4 separate regions of the Mus musculus genome follow, and all the other regions are linked to region 1. Evidence: chromatin contacts called from public HiChIP or PLAC-seq and promoter capture Hi-C data. All regions are on one chromosome and are shown on one strand. The core of a region is the stretch at or near the end of the contact, and the rest is flanking DNA. Distances in the headings are between cores, read along the strand shown.

The links. Promoter capture Hi-C pulls out the DNA fragments that hold promoters and counts their contacts. HiChIP or PLAC-seq counts read pairs in DNA pulled down with a chosen protein or histone mark.
Region 2: a contact with region 1 is called in an H3K4me3 HiChIP or PLAC-seq map of embryonic stem cells, with 6 times the contacts expected there. The contact joins the promoter of Tbc1d22a here to the promoter of Celsr1 in region 1. A contact is called at or near these places in 13 of 39 promoter capture datasets (the 3T3-L1 cell line, the C10 cell line, the HPC-7 cell line and 8 more), 2 of 15 datasets of contacts at CTCF or cohesin (the NIH/3T3 cell line and large pre-B cells), 14 of 484 Hi-C or Micro-C datasets (the G1E-ER4 cell line, Th1 cells, Th2 cells and 7 more), 15 of 115 datasets of contacts at active chromatin or transcription factors (the 230-238 cell line, the SCID.adh cell line, T-cell acute lymphoblastic leukemia and 8 more) and 2 of 9 other capture datasets (adipose tissue and liver).
Region 3: a contact with region 1 is called in a promoter capture Hi-C map of pre-B cells. The contact joins the promoter of Cerk here to the promoter of Celsr1 in region 1. A contact is called at or near these places in 7 of 39 promoter capture datasets (the 3T3-L1 cell line, the C10 cell line, embryonic stem cells and 4 more), 2 of 484 Hi-C or Micro-C datasets (CD4 T cells and embryonic stem cells), 2 of 115 datasets of contacts at active chromatin or transcription factors (effector CD8 T cells and pancreatic cancer cells) and 3 of 9 other capture datasets (adipose tissue, liver and pancreatic islet).
Region 4: an H3K4me3 HiChIP or PLAC-seq map of the SCID.adh cell line shows a contact between it and region 1, with 10 read pairs. The contact joins the enhancer-like site here to the promoter of Celsr1 in region 1. A contact is called at or near these places in 1 of 39 promoter capture datasets (pre-B cells), 5 of 115 datasets of contacts at active chromatin or transcription factors (the SCID.adh cell line, double positive thymocytes and embryonic stem cells) and 3 of 9 other capture datasets (adipose tissue, liver and pancreatic islet).

The regions. Positions count from the first base shown.
Region 1 is chr15:86,032,164-86,035,823 of GRCm38.p6, forward strand. It overlaps Celsr1 (cadherin, EGF LAG seven-pass G-type receptor 1), which reads right to left and starts at 1,614. Exons shown (of 35, transcript NM_009886.2): 1 at 1-1,614. The coding sequence starts at 1,607. Gm34764 (a long non-coding RNA gene) reads left to right here and starts at 2,090. Exons shown (of 3, transcript XR_384307.4): 1 at 2,090-2,404.
Region 2 is chr15:86,212,811-86,216,470 of GRCm38.p6, forward strand. Tbc1d22a (TBC1 domain family, member 22a) reads left to right here and starts at 1,649. Exons shown (of 13, transcript NM_145476.2): 1 at 1,649-1,826. The coding sequence starts at 1,765.
Region 3 is chr15:86,184,298-86,187,957 of GRCm38.p6, forward strand. Cerk (ceramide kinase) reads right to left here and starts at 1,844. Exons shown (of 13, transcript NM_145475.4): 1 at 1,210-1,844. The coding sequence starts at 1,351. Gm15569 (predicted gene 15569) reads left to right here and starts at 1,431. Exons shown (of 3, transcript NR_155352.1): 1 at 1,431-1,487; 2 at 1,909-1,944; 3 at 2,355-2,899.
Region 4 is chr15:86,163,248-86,166,907 of GRCm38.p6, forward strand. It overlaps Cerk (ceramide kinase), which reads right to left. Exons shown (of 13, transcript NM_145475.4): 2 at 2,575-2,688; 3 at 1,721-1,843. Among named protein-coding and RNA genes, the nearest start is that of Gm15569, 21 kb to the right of the region's middle. Within about 2 kb of position 2,119, at least 10 of the 459 cell types and tissues checked have an H3K27ac peak or open chromatin away from gene starts, as enhancers often do. A contact at or near this core is called in the SCID.adh cell line, where this site is marked.

The DNA of each region.
Region 1 (3,660 bases), core at 364-2,863:
GGGTTGATAACATCCAGGCTCCCACTAAGCGAATGCAGGTAGAACTGACCCTTCAGGTTGCCACTAACGATGCTGTAGTGTATGGCTGCATTCTGCCCCTGGTCCCGGTCAGTGGCCTGGACTCGAAGCACAGCCGTGTTGACGGCTACGTCTTCTGGGACTTGAACCACATAGCGCTTCTCACTGAACTGGGGGTAGTTGTCATTCTCGTCTTCTACCACTATGTGGACGGTGGCTGAGGCACTGAGTGGGCCTGGATTGCGACCCTGGTCATTGGCCTCCACCAGCAGCTGGTACTCAGCCGCCTCCTCACGGTCCACCACAGCCCGTGTGCGCACGACACCTGATCGTGCGTCTATCTCAAAGACACCACCTGCGCCCTCCAGCAGACGATAGCGCATGTTTGCGTTGGAAGGGGCATCCCCGTCGGTGGCACGGATGGTCAGAACCTCATAGCCCACCTCCAGGTTTTCTCGAATTCGCTCTCGATACTCAGACTGCTCAAAGACTGGGCTGTGGTCGTTAGTGTCACTGACAGTTACGGTGAGGTAGGTGGCAGCTGAGCGCCTCGGGGAGCCGTGGTCCACAGCACTAACTTTGAGTACATGAGTGTCCTTGGTCTCCCGGTCCAGGGAGCGGGCTGTGGTCACTGCACCCGTGGCGGCATCGATGAGGAAGTAGCCATTAGAGCGCTCATCGAACAGCGCCTCCATCTGGTAGCTAAGGCGTCCTGCATCGCCTTCGTCTGGGTCGTGCGCGCGCAGTTCGATGACCGCAGTGCCCGCAGGCTCATTCTCAGGCACTGACACCTGGTAGCTGGGCAGCGGGAACTGCGGGCTCGTGCTGCTGCCCGTGCCCCGCCTAGACCGTCGCACCACCCCCGCCCGAGGTTGGGACAGGTTAAGCAACGATGGCGACACCGAGGGCGACTCTGAGGGCGTCCCAGAGGTCGCCTCTATTACCAGCTCTACCCAAACGGCGCCTGCCGCGCGTCCCAGGGCGCACACCAGACGCAGCTCAGCTGAACCTCCTGGCCGCAGGCAAATGGGTCCGCGCCTGCAGCCGGTCCCGGCGACCGGCGGGCAGCTGCAGGCGGGGAAGTTGGTGATGGCCTCAAGCACCGAAGTCAGCGAGGCTGCGCCGCCGCCTGCGGCCGGGAAGCAGAGCGCATCTCCAAGTCCAGGAACTGAGCGGACGGCCGGAGAGCGCAGCTCTGCACCGCGGGCCGAGCGGCGCAACAGCCGGACCCCACAGCGGGCACCATAGGCGCGTGCCCTTAGTACCAAGCTCGGGGCCGTCGGGGCGCCGCGGGCGACCAGCCGGACCTGCAGCGGCAGCAGCCTCCCGGCCAAGCGGGCACAGCCCAGAGTCCCCGCGCCAAGCCCAAGCCTCCGACCGGCTGCTGGCCCCTCGCGGCTCACGTCCAGCAGCTCCCGAGGCGTGCGCGTGGTGTCCAACCTGTAGCTCCAGCCGGGTCCGAGAGCGAAGGCGCGGGCCCCGCCAGGCACCCGCAGCTCCCAAGCGGCTGCTCCCAACTCCAGGGCTGGCAGGGCGGCGGCGGCCAGCAACACCAGCGCGGGCAGCACGCGCGGCGATGACGGCGCCATGGCCCGGAGCCGCAGCCCGAGCCGGGCGCCGGAGCACAATCCATGCACCCGGCGCACCTCCGCATCCACCCGGCGCGGCCGGGGGGCGGCTCCCGCGCGCCCAGCGCCGGGCCCTCGGGGCGGCCCGCGCTCTGCCTCCCCGGGGGCCCTGGCGAGGACACCGGGGGCCGCGCGCCCGGCCTCCCGCTCAGCTTCCACTTCGAGAGCACTTTGCGAAAGTTTGCCAAGTTGGTTTCAAGATGGCTCCTCCGTGCGTCCCGGGAGGGCGCCGCGCATCAACCTGCAGCAGCGCCGGCTCCAGGCGGCTCCAGGTGGCCCCAGCACCGACTCTGCTGGGCGGGCGTGGGAAGCTGGGCGGGCCCGGGGCGGGGCGGGGGCTGCGATCACCACACCGCCCGCAGACCCTGGCGACGGATTGCTGGCTAGGCGGTGTGCTTTGCCAGCGCCCCCGCCACTCTCTCTCTCTCCCCGCCCCCGGCCCCGCCCCGCCCCCTCCCAGTGGCTCATTGTTCAGCCCTGGGAGGGGGAGGATGATGGGGAGGGAGCCAGCCAGGAGGTGCGCGCCCCGATGATCTCCATGGAGACGTGGGGGCGCGGCCCTAGCGGGGCCTGGCCTCCAGCCCCTTCCCTTTCGGTCTTGGCACCCAACATCCGCAGAGGACCGGGCCCTGGGAGCGTGGCGCTCAACTACTGCTCTAGAGTCCCGGGCCGCGGCTGCTAAAGAGTCCCTCGTACAGTTTCCTCTGGGCCGAGTGCTGTTCAATCCTCGCATTGCACCTGATAGTGCAGATCTATGAGTAAGCCACCCCTGGCGTCGAGAGAGTTAGATCTAGAGTTCCAAGATACAGAGGTGCTAGAAAACTTCGGTAGAGTCGTGGCGGTGGCAGGGGACTGGGAGACTGTTAGACTCCAGCCTCGCGGGAGCTCAAATGCTTAACTCCAAGGAGTTCCTTGGATTTTGAAATCTCATGGGCAGTTAACCGGATTCGGGTTCCACTTTGTTTAAAGTGCAACATTTAAATTGGAAAGAAAAATAATGTAGTTTGGAGGTGACAGTGGGAGGGGCCTTGTTCCCCAGAACATGCTGTGGGGCCTGAACATTGGTGGAGGAGACCGTCTGTCACCAAACCCCTAGTTACTGCCCATCAGGGGACAAGCAAACACTGAGGGGGCAGGATCCGTGAGAACCTGGGGAAAACCAGAAGGGGGCTGGAGAATCACTCTCGCCCTGCGTGAAAGGGTGGGGCGTGGCTTCAGAGCCGCAAGACCGAGCCTAGATTCCAAAGGAGCACACCTTAAAGGCGGTGCTTCCGAACTAGGGAGGGGAGAGGCGGACCTTTGCAACATTTTCCCCACCTCCTTGAAAGGGGCCCAAGCCCACTGCAGCCTCAGTCACGCATGGACACACTGGGCAGGCCTCTTGCCTTTGAAAGATTTCTCCTGGGATCAGTTGGAGGAGTGGGACCCTGAAGGCTGCTTGATCACCATCAGAGTTGGGTTTTCTAGGCAGTCAGGGCCCAGCAGGATGACAATAGGACAATAGGACACAGGGTCGCTTTAAAACCTGTGGGGGGGGGGAGTTGGGGGGGAGCTGGAAAGATGGCTCAGTGGTCAAGAGCACCGACTGCTCTTTCAGAGGTTCAATTCCCAGCAACTACATGGTGGTCACAACCATCTGTAATGGGATCCGATGAGTGTGTCTGAAAAGTGTACAGTGTACTTACATAAAATAAATAAATAGATAAATCTTTAAAGAAAAGACAACAAAACAAAAAACAAAAACAGTCAAGGGAGCTTCCTCAGCATTAATAGCATATATGTGTACTAATATACACATGTGTGATATTAATCATATATATACGATCATACATATAGCATAAAGTTTATGTCATAGATGAATCTCTGGGATTTCTCAGTAGCTGAAAATAATCTTTTCTTACTGGGAACAACAGAAGCCATTACACTAACCTAAAGGTAGAGTTGTTTTTGGACCCTCATAGATCTTGAGAGCTCTCTTTAGAACTGTGTGTGAAGAGAGTGGGAAGGAGACAAA
Region 2 (3,660 bases), core at 399-2,898, 180 kb after region 1:
CAGAAGAGCAGTCGGGTGCTCTTACCCACTGAGCCATCTCACCAGCCCCATAGCACCCAATTTTTAATTTCCATTCTCCTGCCTCCCTCTTGAGAAGCTGGGCCATAGCTATGTACCACTAAAGTTTTATTTCAAAGAGCTCTCGAGGCAGTGCTAGGACATGATTATTAATCTTAGTTTTGCTAGGTCTCTCAAATTCTAAGGATTATTAGAAGTAGGATTCCAAGGAGAAGCCAAGGCTATGTTCCATAAGTTGTGCCTGAAGGGGTCACCTAGGACCTGTTGACATTGTCCCTGGTATTTCCTGAAGTTTCTATGCTTGTGTCAAAAGGGATTCCTAGAGAGCCCGGTATTGTCATCCAGACAGCAAACATTTGGGATGTACTATTTCAGTTCCTAAGGCTCCGGCTGTGCAGGAAATGAAGAGGAACAGGTGCCACCCCTTTCTGCAGAGTCAAAGTGGAGTCAGGTAGCTGCTGCAGTCTAAAAGGAGCTGCAGAAGGCTTTACTCTTAAAGAATGGGAACAAAGTTGAGATACAGGGCTCTAGGCCATTGACCCTGCTCTGAGTACTGAGGATAAGTCTGGCATACAACTGGGCTAAGCTATATAAGGTTCTTTAGTGTGATTTCTTGCATCCACCATGTGCTAACCCAACACCACTTTCAATATGTCTAGAAGTCTGGGTCTTGAGAATATAGTCAGGGCCTGGGTTAAACAGGAAGACCATATCAAAAGCAGAAAAAGTGCACGAGACAGCTGTCGTGAATATGTTTCTCAGTAGTAAAGGCCACAAGTTGGCATTACCAGTGTTTCACTAAAGCTCCGGCCTGAGATGCCAGCCTCTCACCCTTGAGTCTAAGATCATAGAAATTTTACACCAATCACGTAAGTAATTTCAAGTAGCTACACTACACAGCAAAAAGTGAAAGTAAACATAACAATATATTCTACAGAACCCAATATATATAAAGTATCATTTAATGTAAACTTATAATTAACATTTCCGTATTAAGATTTTTGGATCTTGAATGTATCTTACAATTAAGCACACTTTACTGCGGTCTTGGAAGCACGCAAGCGCCGGCAAGATGAAGTCTTCGTGTCTCCGTGCCTATTCGTTTTTCAGCTGAAGCCCAGGCAGATCCCCGCCATCGCTTCAGATGTGCTCCGGTGGAAGTCGCTTCCTTCACCTCACTGTGCAGTGTTTACTGATCCGGGGTCAATGCCCTGGCGATGAGGCTTGGACCACACTACAGCGGGAGAAGCTCTCCATCCTCCCGCTCGCCTGTCCGCCCGCAGCAGGGTCCCGATCTGCCTGTGCTCCTTCTGGTTCTCGGTACTTGCTGGTTGGCTGCGAGCAAATAAGACCGACTCGGACCCCAGACGCACGCGGCTCCGGAGTTCATGGCCGGGGATCAGAGGCCGGGATCCAGAGACCTCAGTCCGTGCCGCTCGACCCGAGCGCTCTCAGCGCCGCCAGAACATACGCAGCTCGCAGACTCCGCTTTCCTCCCTGCGCTACAGCCACGCACATATCCCAGCGTCGCCTTCTCATGGCGTCAAGCACTGCCCGAAACGAAGGCGGGACTTCCGGAATCGCCGAGTCACAACTTCCGGACGGAGGCGGAAGCGCCTCTCGGCTCTACGCTTCGGAGTCCTGGTGTCTCTGAGGGGGCCGCCGGGGCACAGGAGAGGGCCGCTGGAGGTGTGGCCGACCGCTCTCGGGTGTCAGGGTTGCGGATCTGAGGGATGAGGAGCGGCCATGGCCAGCGACGGGGCCAGGAAGCAGTTCTGGAAGCGCAGCAACAGCAAGGTCCCGGGCAGGTGGGTGTGACGGGGAGGACCCGGTCGGGGTCAGGGGTCAGAGGTCAGGTGGCCGTGCTGTCCCGTTGCAGTGCGGGTGGCGTAGGAGTCTGGGGAGGAGAACCTGGCTCCTAGGAGACTGTTGGGCTATGTGAGGGGCTAGGGGAGTCGGGGTCGGCAGTGGGCGTGTGGGAAATGAAAGGTGACAGTGGCCGTACCAATGAGCAAGGAGGACGAGGAGCTGCCCCAAGTGCTTCCAGAGCCTGGCAGGCAGGTTCTCTCCTGCGAAACTCCATGACTCCCTGGGGAAGCTGGAAGAAACTGACCCAGGTCATGCCCTGGAGAGTTTGGTTGAGTCAGGAAACTGGCCAGGGAGAGGCAGTGCCTGCAGGGGAGGTCGGTCTCTTCGGGGTGCATAGTGGTTTGAGCACTTGGGTTTTCGTCTGTCACATGTGGGCTGATGCTTTTCCTTTGAGCGTGGAAGCGCCTTGTGAATTTCTGTGGTCCCACCTTCTGGCCTCTGGACACCGGTCTTTTGACAGCAACAGGAAACACAGAATAATAATAAAAACACCTGGGTGCAGTCTGGAAGCTATCGAGCTCCAAAGTCCTTCTGTGATTGGTTATGTGGCCTGATGCCTCTCTAGGTCTTAGGGAGTGAAGAGACAGTACCCGGAAATGTATTTCAGAAAACTCCATCACAAGATTTCAAACATAGTTTATTCTGTTTTCTAGCCAAAGTCTCAGATATGAAATTTAAGATTCTAACATTAGCCACCTCTCCAGTCCTGAAGGTTTTGACATTGAGGTAACTTAAGTAGAACCATTCGTGAGCTCGGAAAATGGTCTGTCTTCCTGTGCTTCCTAAGAGACACCATTGTGTGAATGTTAAATTTGTAAACTCGGATATCCACTGTATTCAACCACAAAATGTGCTTTTCAAAGTGGCTGGGGCTTGGCACGGGTTACTGACTGCTGGGCCACAGTGACTTGGGAGATGGAGGAAGTCCTCAGAGGTACCCAGACACTGTATTTTTTACAGGACCTGGACTGGGCTTGCTTGAATAGTTAAGAACTTTTATAAAAGCTATTATTATAGTTTATGATGAGTAGAAGGTCCTACTGTGACAGGGATAAACACGTTGAGCCTAGTGCCAGATAAACAGAAGCATGTGGCAGTGTGACTTCTGTTGTTGCCTTCACATCTCGAGACTCAGTTCTTCTTCTTCCTCCTCCTCCTCCTCCTCCTCCTCCTCCTCCTCCTCCTCCTCCTTCTTCTTCTTCTTCTTCTTCTCCTCCTTCTCCTTCTCCTTCTCCTTCTCCTTCTCCTTCTCCTTCTCCTTCTCCTTCTCCTCCTCCTCTTCCTCCTCCTCCTCCTCCTCTTCCTCCTCCTCCTCCTCCTCCTCCTCCTCCTCCTCCTCCTCCTCCTCCTTTTCCAAGACAGAGAAACCCTGTCCTGGAACTCACTCTGTAGACCAGGCTAGCCTGGAACTTAGAAATCAGCCTGCCCCCACTTCCCAAGTGCTGGGATTAAAGGCGGGTACCACCACTGCCCGGCCTCAGTTCTTCTTAAGTATGAGCTGTAATTTATTGTTAAGAGTCAACTGAGATTTAAAAATAATGGAGTTGCTGTATGGAGTTGTAGAATTCATTGACCCTTTCCATTAAATACTGTCTCTTGATAGTGCATTTTTTATTTTTTATTTTTTGAGCTAGGGTCTCATTTATAGTGCAGGCTGGCCCTGAGCTTCTGACCCTCCTGCCTCATTCTCCCGAGTATACAAGTCACTATACCTGGTGTGGTAGTTTGTCTTCATACTGGGCTAGACAGTAACATTCCTAATATTTTACTGTG
Region 3 (3,660 bases), core at 594-3,093, 150 kb after region 1:
CTCGGAGGTTCAAATTGGGATCCAAGCCCATTAGATGCACTTATCCCCACGCATCCCTCTGTGCCTCCTTAAGTGGAAAAGGCCCCACTCCATCAGCCACTAGGCTAGAATCCCCAGGTCCATCCCCTAGCAGGCTCTCAAGGGAAACTTGCAGGGGATGTTTGCTGTTTGGTGGTAAAGACTGTGCTTAGCAAGCCACAAGCCCTGGATTCTATCATTCCCAGGAGAGAGAGAGAGAGAGAGAGAGAGAGAGAGAGAGAGAGAGAGAGAGAGAATAACAAGTTGGGCTTGGTGGCACACATCTGTAATACTAGTCTGAGGCTGAGCCACATAGGAAAACAGTCTCAAAACAAACAAACAAACACAACAAAATGGAGCAAGGAATTTATGAAACTGAATTCGTCTACAAGGTCGTCTACAAGGCCCCCCAGCCCAGATGTCCACATACAATCTTCTGTAATCCTCCTTTTAAGGAGGACTGAATGACATCTTTAAAATCTCCGCCAATCCGTCGGCCACCAGACAACCTGCAGCAAAGCACCGGGGAGAGTGGCTCTAGTGTCCTTGCACCATTCCCAGTCACTGCGGGTGGGTTGCGTTTTTTCCCCATGCTGGCCTAAGCTACTCCTCTTTCAACCCTGAGGGCGGCTGAGCAGGGTGTACACTCCATCGGAAAGTCAAAGGCCCTTGCTCAACTGCCTAATCGCAGGAAGTCCCTGCCAGGGCCCCTCTGGGCTTCTCCCATAGAGAAACATGTGTATGTACTTGGGTTCACTGTATTGGACGAAGAATATGACCAGAAACCAGTCCTGTCCAGGTGTGCCAGCGCCATCCCGACGGCAGCACCAGCAACAGACCTCCCCCAGGGTCCCGCGGATGCTCCGGGATGGGGGGTGGGGGGCTGTGGACGTCCGCTCTTCCCCTCCCCCTCCAGCACCTCCAGAGGCTTTGTCATCCCAGTTCCAGGAGTATCTGGGCTCTCAGCACCCAGACGGTTCCCCGCCAGAGGCCGCGGAGTACTTAGACCGCCCGGCACCCGGGCTCTGCGTCTCGGATTCCCCGCGCCTCGGTATCCCGGGCGCCTCTCCCCGTGCCCCAGGTCTCCTCCCTCCGAGTTCCGCCCCATCCCAGCCTGCCCGGAGCGCTCGGGCTACGCAGGCCGGGGTGGATGCAGCGCCGGCCCCACCAGCCCGGGATGGCCACACTTACCGGCACCCGGCGCGGAGGGCCCGGGCTCCGGGCTCCGCCACCAGCGTAGCAGAGCCCGCGCGGGCTCCAGGCTGACGGCACAGCGTCGCCGTTTCACCCACAGCACGGAGTGCAGCGGCTCCGCCGCCCCCATTGCCCCCATCGCCGCCGGCGCGGCCTCGTCCGCCGGGCGCGGGGCGCGCGGACACCGGGGGGGGCGCGGGACCGTTAGCGGCCCCTGCAGTCTGCCCGGCGGTGACGCGGGGAGGCGGGAGCGGGAGGCGGCGCTGCGTCACCCGGTACGCAGAGAGGGTGGCGGGGACCCGGGAGGAGGCGACCAGGGTGAGGACAGGAGAAGCTAGACTTGGGGCCAGAGAAGAATCAGAAACAGAGGAGTCTAGGGAGCCTAGGATGAGGAGCAGAAAAGGCCTAGGAAGGAACGGGAGGGAGGGGTCAGAGGAGGGGACTGAGGGACCTGGCTGTGGGGAGGGCGGTCGGAGCGGCCGGGTGCCCTGAAAGACACTAGTCTGTCGCTCTGGCTGCCCCTGGGTCCTGCTGGGTCTGCACGAGCGACGGGGTAGGGAGGGCTGCAAAGGGACGGGCGGAGTCCCAGCAGCGCAGAAATGTTGCCCGGGCGGTCCTGGGCAGGCGATAGGAGGCCGTGGAACTGCTGGTGTGCGCCCAGGAGCGATTTGACCTTGGGCATCCGTCTCTTTTTAGGTCTTGGTCTCCTGGCGGCTAGCAAGAGTCCTGCAGGTTAGTCCCAGTAGGCAAAGGAAGGCTAGGATGGAGAGGACAGGGGTTACCTTCCAGGGGAGTGGAAGCTTCATGTGTGGATGGTTGTGGGTCTACAGCCACCAGAGAGACGGGAGAAGGCGTCTTCTTATCAGTCACCTGACTGTACCCTCCCAAACAGGCCTAGGGAACCGGAGTTGCTGCTCTTGATGCAGCTTAACATGGGACAAGCTGAACATATCCACCTCAGGGAGGTCTTCCTGGACTCCGTCTCCCCCAGCCAAAGCATCCCAAGACACAGCAGGGCAAAATTCAGCACTGCACTCATTGCATATCTACCCATCTTTGTGAAAATTCCATGGGCATGTGGGCTTGTCCCTTACTGGGTCTCCAGTGTCTAAAATGGTCTCTGTGCATAATGTGTTACTCAGATATTGGTTGCGTGATAGCATCTGTTCACATCTGACCAAGGAAGAGTCTCCTCGGAGATGCTAACTGGTCCAAGAGTGCAGGGCTCTGTGGTGTGACAGAGCTAAGCCTCACAGCGGAGTCAGCTTTCAAGAAGACAGGAGAGCCTTCTGCCCTCCCCCTCAGCTCTCCTGCTGTTGCAGACTGGGGTGGAGCTGGCCAAGTCTACCTTGCCTGTGCCTGGTACCAGAGGGCTAAGGTACAGGTCTGATCCTGTCGGTGCCCTGTGTCCATCTGCAGGGCAGGGACAACCATGAATCACTTGCTTCCTGGAAGCCCAGCCCAATGGTAGGCTCCCTGACAGCCCTGGAGTGTTGGTTAGGCCCAGGCAGAATCCTAGCCCCACCCTGGAGCAAGCTGGACCTGACCTAGCTCAGTTGTTAGTTGAAGCAATGGCTGTCCCAGCTCTTTCCTTTCACGGCTATCGGGATGAGGCTTGGGGAATGTGGACATGAAACTTCTTCAGAAACCTCTTGCCATTGCTGATGATGCTGCCTCTGTTACTGGTGAGGGGTTGTGTCGGGCAAGGGCAGCAGGGGCTATTATTATTATTAATTATTATTATTACTATTATTATTATTATTATTTTGAGACAGGGTTTCTCTGGGTAGTCCTGATTGTCCTGGAGCTCACTCTATAGACTCTCAAACTTAAAGATCCACCTCCCTCTGCCTCCCAAGAGCTGAGATTAAAGGTATGAGCCACCACGCCTGGAAATTAATGCAGTGTTTATATGTAAGTGTTTAATACCAAGAGGACTGGACTCCACCTTAGTCCTAGAGGAGTTCCATCCAGGAAGACACAGCCACACGGTCCACAAAATACTAAAGAACCTGAGGAGGGCCACCTGTGTGAATTATAGCTCACTAGTGAGAACCAGGATCCTGCAGTGCCTACCTCGGACTGAAGTGTACCCCCCTCCCCCATTTGAATTCTGAAGCCCCAAGCTTGATGCCATAGATAGTGGCTTATTTGGAGACAGAGCCTTTAAAGAGGTGACTCAATGAGGGCTTTTGGGGGCACGGGGAGGGGGGGCAATAGCTTGGTTCCTGGACAGAGGTTGCCACTTCTTCAAACACACTCATTCACATATGCGCACTTGCACACATATGAACACATGTGTACAAACAAATTAGACCATTAAGGGCCGGGTGTGGTGGCGCATGCCTTTAATCCCAGCACTCGGGAGGCAGAGGCAGGTGGATTTCTGAGTTCGAGGCCAGCCTGGTCTACAAAGTGAGTTCCAGGACAGCCAGGGCTATACAGAGA
Region 4 (3,660 bases), core at 869-3,368, 130 kb after region 1:
AAGACTGGGTGGAGGGGCAAGCAGTGGTGGTGGGGGGCATCGGGGTGGGGGGAGGGGAGGAAGAGTGGAGACCAGAAAGCAGGAGAAACTGGGGCAGCACAGAGAGTAGTAGCCAGGGGACAGAGCTAGCAACAGAAGGTCTAGAAACTCAGGGTGATCTTAGAAGGTAGCAGCAGGGAAGCCAGTCCCAGGACAAACTGATTTTAGAAAACCAGTTCTAACCACCCTAGGGTGATGATGGAGTGTTTCAGCCAGGCATGGTGGCACACGCCTTTAATCCCAGCACTTGGGAGGCAAAGGCAGGCAGATTTCCGAGTTCGAGGCCAAAAAAAGAGGGAGTGTTTCATGAAGAGGCCCTGGAGTTCAGTTGTTTCAAATACCTTATAATCCAGTTTCTCTCTTTCTCTCTCTCTCTCTCCCTCCCTCCCTCCTGCTCCCTCTGTCCCCCCTTCCCTTCCCCCCTCATATTATATTATATTATGTGTGGAAGTGAGGAGACAATTTAAGGGAACTGGTAGTCTCTTTCTGGCATGGGTTCTGGAGATGGAAGTGAATTTATCAGTGGCTGCCCCCCTTTTCTCTTGTCCACACCCCCTTCCTTCCCCCCCAACCTTTCCCCCACCTCTTGTGCTTAGAGAAAGTCTCACTATGCAGCACGGGCCAGCCTGGAATTGAAATGCCCTGCCTCCCTCCCAAGTGCTGGGATCTCAGGTATGTGCCATTATGCAAATTTTTTTATAATTCACTTTAATTTGTTTTTGTTTCCTTTTTATTCCTTTAGTGTGTGTGTGTACAGCATGTGATTGCACATGTATGCCTAGCTCACACACTCCAGGGCACATGCAGGATGTGTGAGACTCAGAACACAGCTTGAAGGTCTTGGCCCTCTCTCTCCACCACATAGAGGTCTAGGGGGTTGAACTCATGTCTTCTGTGTGGGTGGCAAGTGTTTTTTACCCACGGAGCCATCTCAACGGCCCTACAATTTACTTTTTAAAATTCATATATCATGTGGGTGGTGGTGGCACGAACCTTTAATCTCTGCACTTGGGAGGCAGGAGCAGGCAGATCTCTATGAGATGGAGGCCAGCTTGGTCTATAAAGTGAGTTCTAGGATAGCCAGAGATACAAAGAGTAACCCTGTTTCAAAAATATTTTTTTAATTTTAAAAAATCATATACTAGTTTAATGCCCCAAAAGGTAAAAAGCTATTATCCAAGTCTAAAGCTGAATTAGCTGTTGCCTTTGTACGTAAAATTATAACATGACCCAGTATTACGGGTGCAAAAAGAACAAGCCACCATGTTTAAAGTGACAAGAAACTGGTCCCTTGGCACATATTAAACAAGGCACTGGGCTCTGCGGCACTTGAGAGGCTACACTCCCAGAAAGTAAGAAGTCGTTCTCCCACATTCTGTTCAGTCCTCATTTACACCTGGAAAATATTGGCACCCACCCCACTTACAGAGAAAAGAGAAAGATAATGAGGCTCTGGGGCCTGACGGATTTGCTTCAGTCTCCCTACTCCTAAGCAGAGGCTGGGCCAGGACAGCAGCTGCAGAGTCTATACCCGTCTGCTCCCCACACTGGGACTCTCTAAGCTGGAAACATAAAAACAAAGCAAAGGGATCCATCACGTCCACCTGGGTCAGGTCACTGAGTCCCGCGTGCCACCACAGCTGTGCTGCCTGGCAACAAATCCGAAAGCTCGCCCACGTACTCAGGCTCTCCAGCAGCCCACGGAGGGTCTGCAGCCACAGGTGACACAGCTGCTCGTCGGCGCTCCAGAAGGTCACCCGTGCCCACTTCCAGCGGTGATGTCGTACTCGCTTCACACGGTGGACTGTGTGAAAACCAACACTGGTTAGCAGCATCTACCGCTACAGAAGGGAGACCTCAGGGCTGGGAGTCTCTTTTCTCCACCCCTCATCTCACTGCAGGACTGCCCGGATGGCCAAACCACACCACCTTGAGGAGTTCAGTTGTGCTCCCTTGCAAAAGATCACCCCAGCAAGACTGGTTGACAGTTTACACCCCCTTTGTAGAGGCTCAGAGAGGACGGCAAGAGATCCTCACTTGAATAACCCGTTGCCCTGAACCATTGGGCAGTGCTGCGCATGGTCAGGGGGCGGGGCCAGAGTATATGGGGGGTGGTGGGGACTAAAGCTGAGGCTCAAGCTATGTGGTTATAAGAGAAACCCAGATCCCTGTTGGGTGAGGGACACCACACCTTTGTAAGTAAGTCCTCGTCTAGGCTCTGTAAAGAAGCCCGATAAATTCATCAGTTTCCCCAAGAGCGAACTTTGGTGCTAAATTGCCTGGGTTTGTCCTTGAGACGCTGGGAGGAGGTAGAATTTTAGCAACACAGGGAGAGACAGAGAGCCCTTTACATACACGTTTTCCCAGCCCCCAAAATAGATTTTGAATGATTGCTATCAGAGTCTGTGAAGATGAGCCAGTCACTGGCTTTGATAAGACCTTCTCCGAGGTCTTCATGGAGCTAACTGGGGTCGGGGGTGGGGTGGAGGGACAGGGGAGGGCCTGGGGAGTTGGCAAACACTGAGGCCCCCTCACCTGTGAATGCGAACGGATTTTCCATTTTATGCCATCGGCCACTGGAGGCGTGTTTCTCGCAGTCGTCTTTTTCCTCAACAGCGATGATCTCCGACACCAGTACCGAGCGGGCATCTACAAAGACACCACACTTAGATCCGAGGACCCATCAGAGCTACACAGACAGAAAAGCCTCCCCCCCCACCCCACCCCAAACTCCGAAGGCTGCGCATAATCGTTCCTACACTCATTCCATAACCCCAAACACAAAGGAAGGCGAGGGTTGACAAGATGGCGCTTGATGTCCGGCGTGAAATCCTGGGATCTGCAGGGTGGAAGGGGGAAACCAGCTTCTCCTGGTTGTCCTCTAACTTCCCCGAACACACCCTGGCACGCACCCTCTCCCAACAAATAAACAGCAATCTTTTTTTCTTTTTCTTTTTCTTTTCTTTTTTTTAAAGAAGGAAGGAAAGCAGGCAGGAAGGTTGGAGGTCATGCCACTCAGAACAAGAGGCAGCTTGGTGTCATCGGAGGGCAGACTCGAGCTGTGACCCTTACATGGTCTGTCTGTTCAGCTATTTAAGCCACAAGTGCTGATTGCTGAGTCAGCTATTGTACTATGTGAGGCGTGTTCTGGACGTGTTCTCTGTTCTGAGGCCTAAAGTGGCTCAGAAATCCAAGAGGGATAGAAGACACATAATAAAGGATGCCAGGGCCACCAAAGTATGTGAGAATCTGGGTCCAGTCTGTGGAGAAGTGTTCCAGGGAAGCTGGGCTCTGATTGGATGCAAGAAGATGGGACGACTTGGGCCCAGAATAGCGTGTTTTCTCAACCTGTTGATCAATACTTCTTTGGGTCATGTCTCAGACATTGGATATTACATTTCTTTATATATTTATTTATTTATTTTTGGTTTTTCAAGACAGGGTTTCTCTGTGGAGCCCTGGCTGTCCTGGAACTCACTCTGTAGACCAGGCTGGCCTCAAACTCAGAAATCGGCCTGCCTCTGCCTCCCGAGTGCTGGGATTAAAGGCGTGTGCCACCACTGCTCGGCTTACATTACAATTCTTAACAGTAGCAACATTACAGTTATGAAATAGCAATGG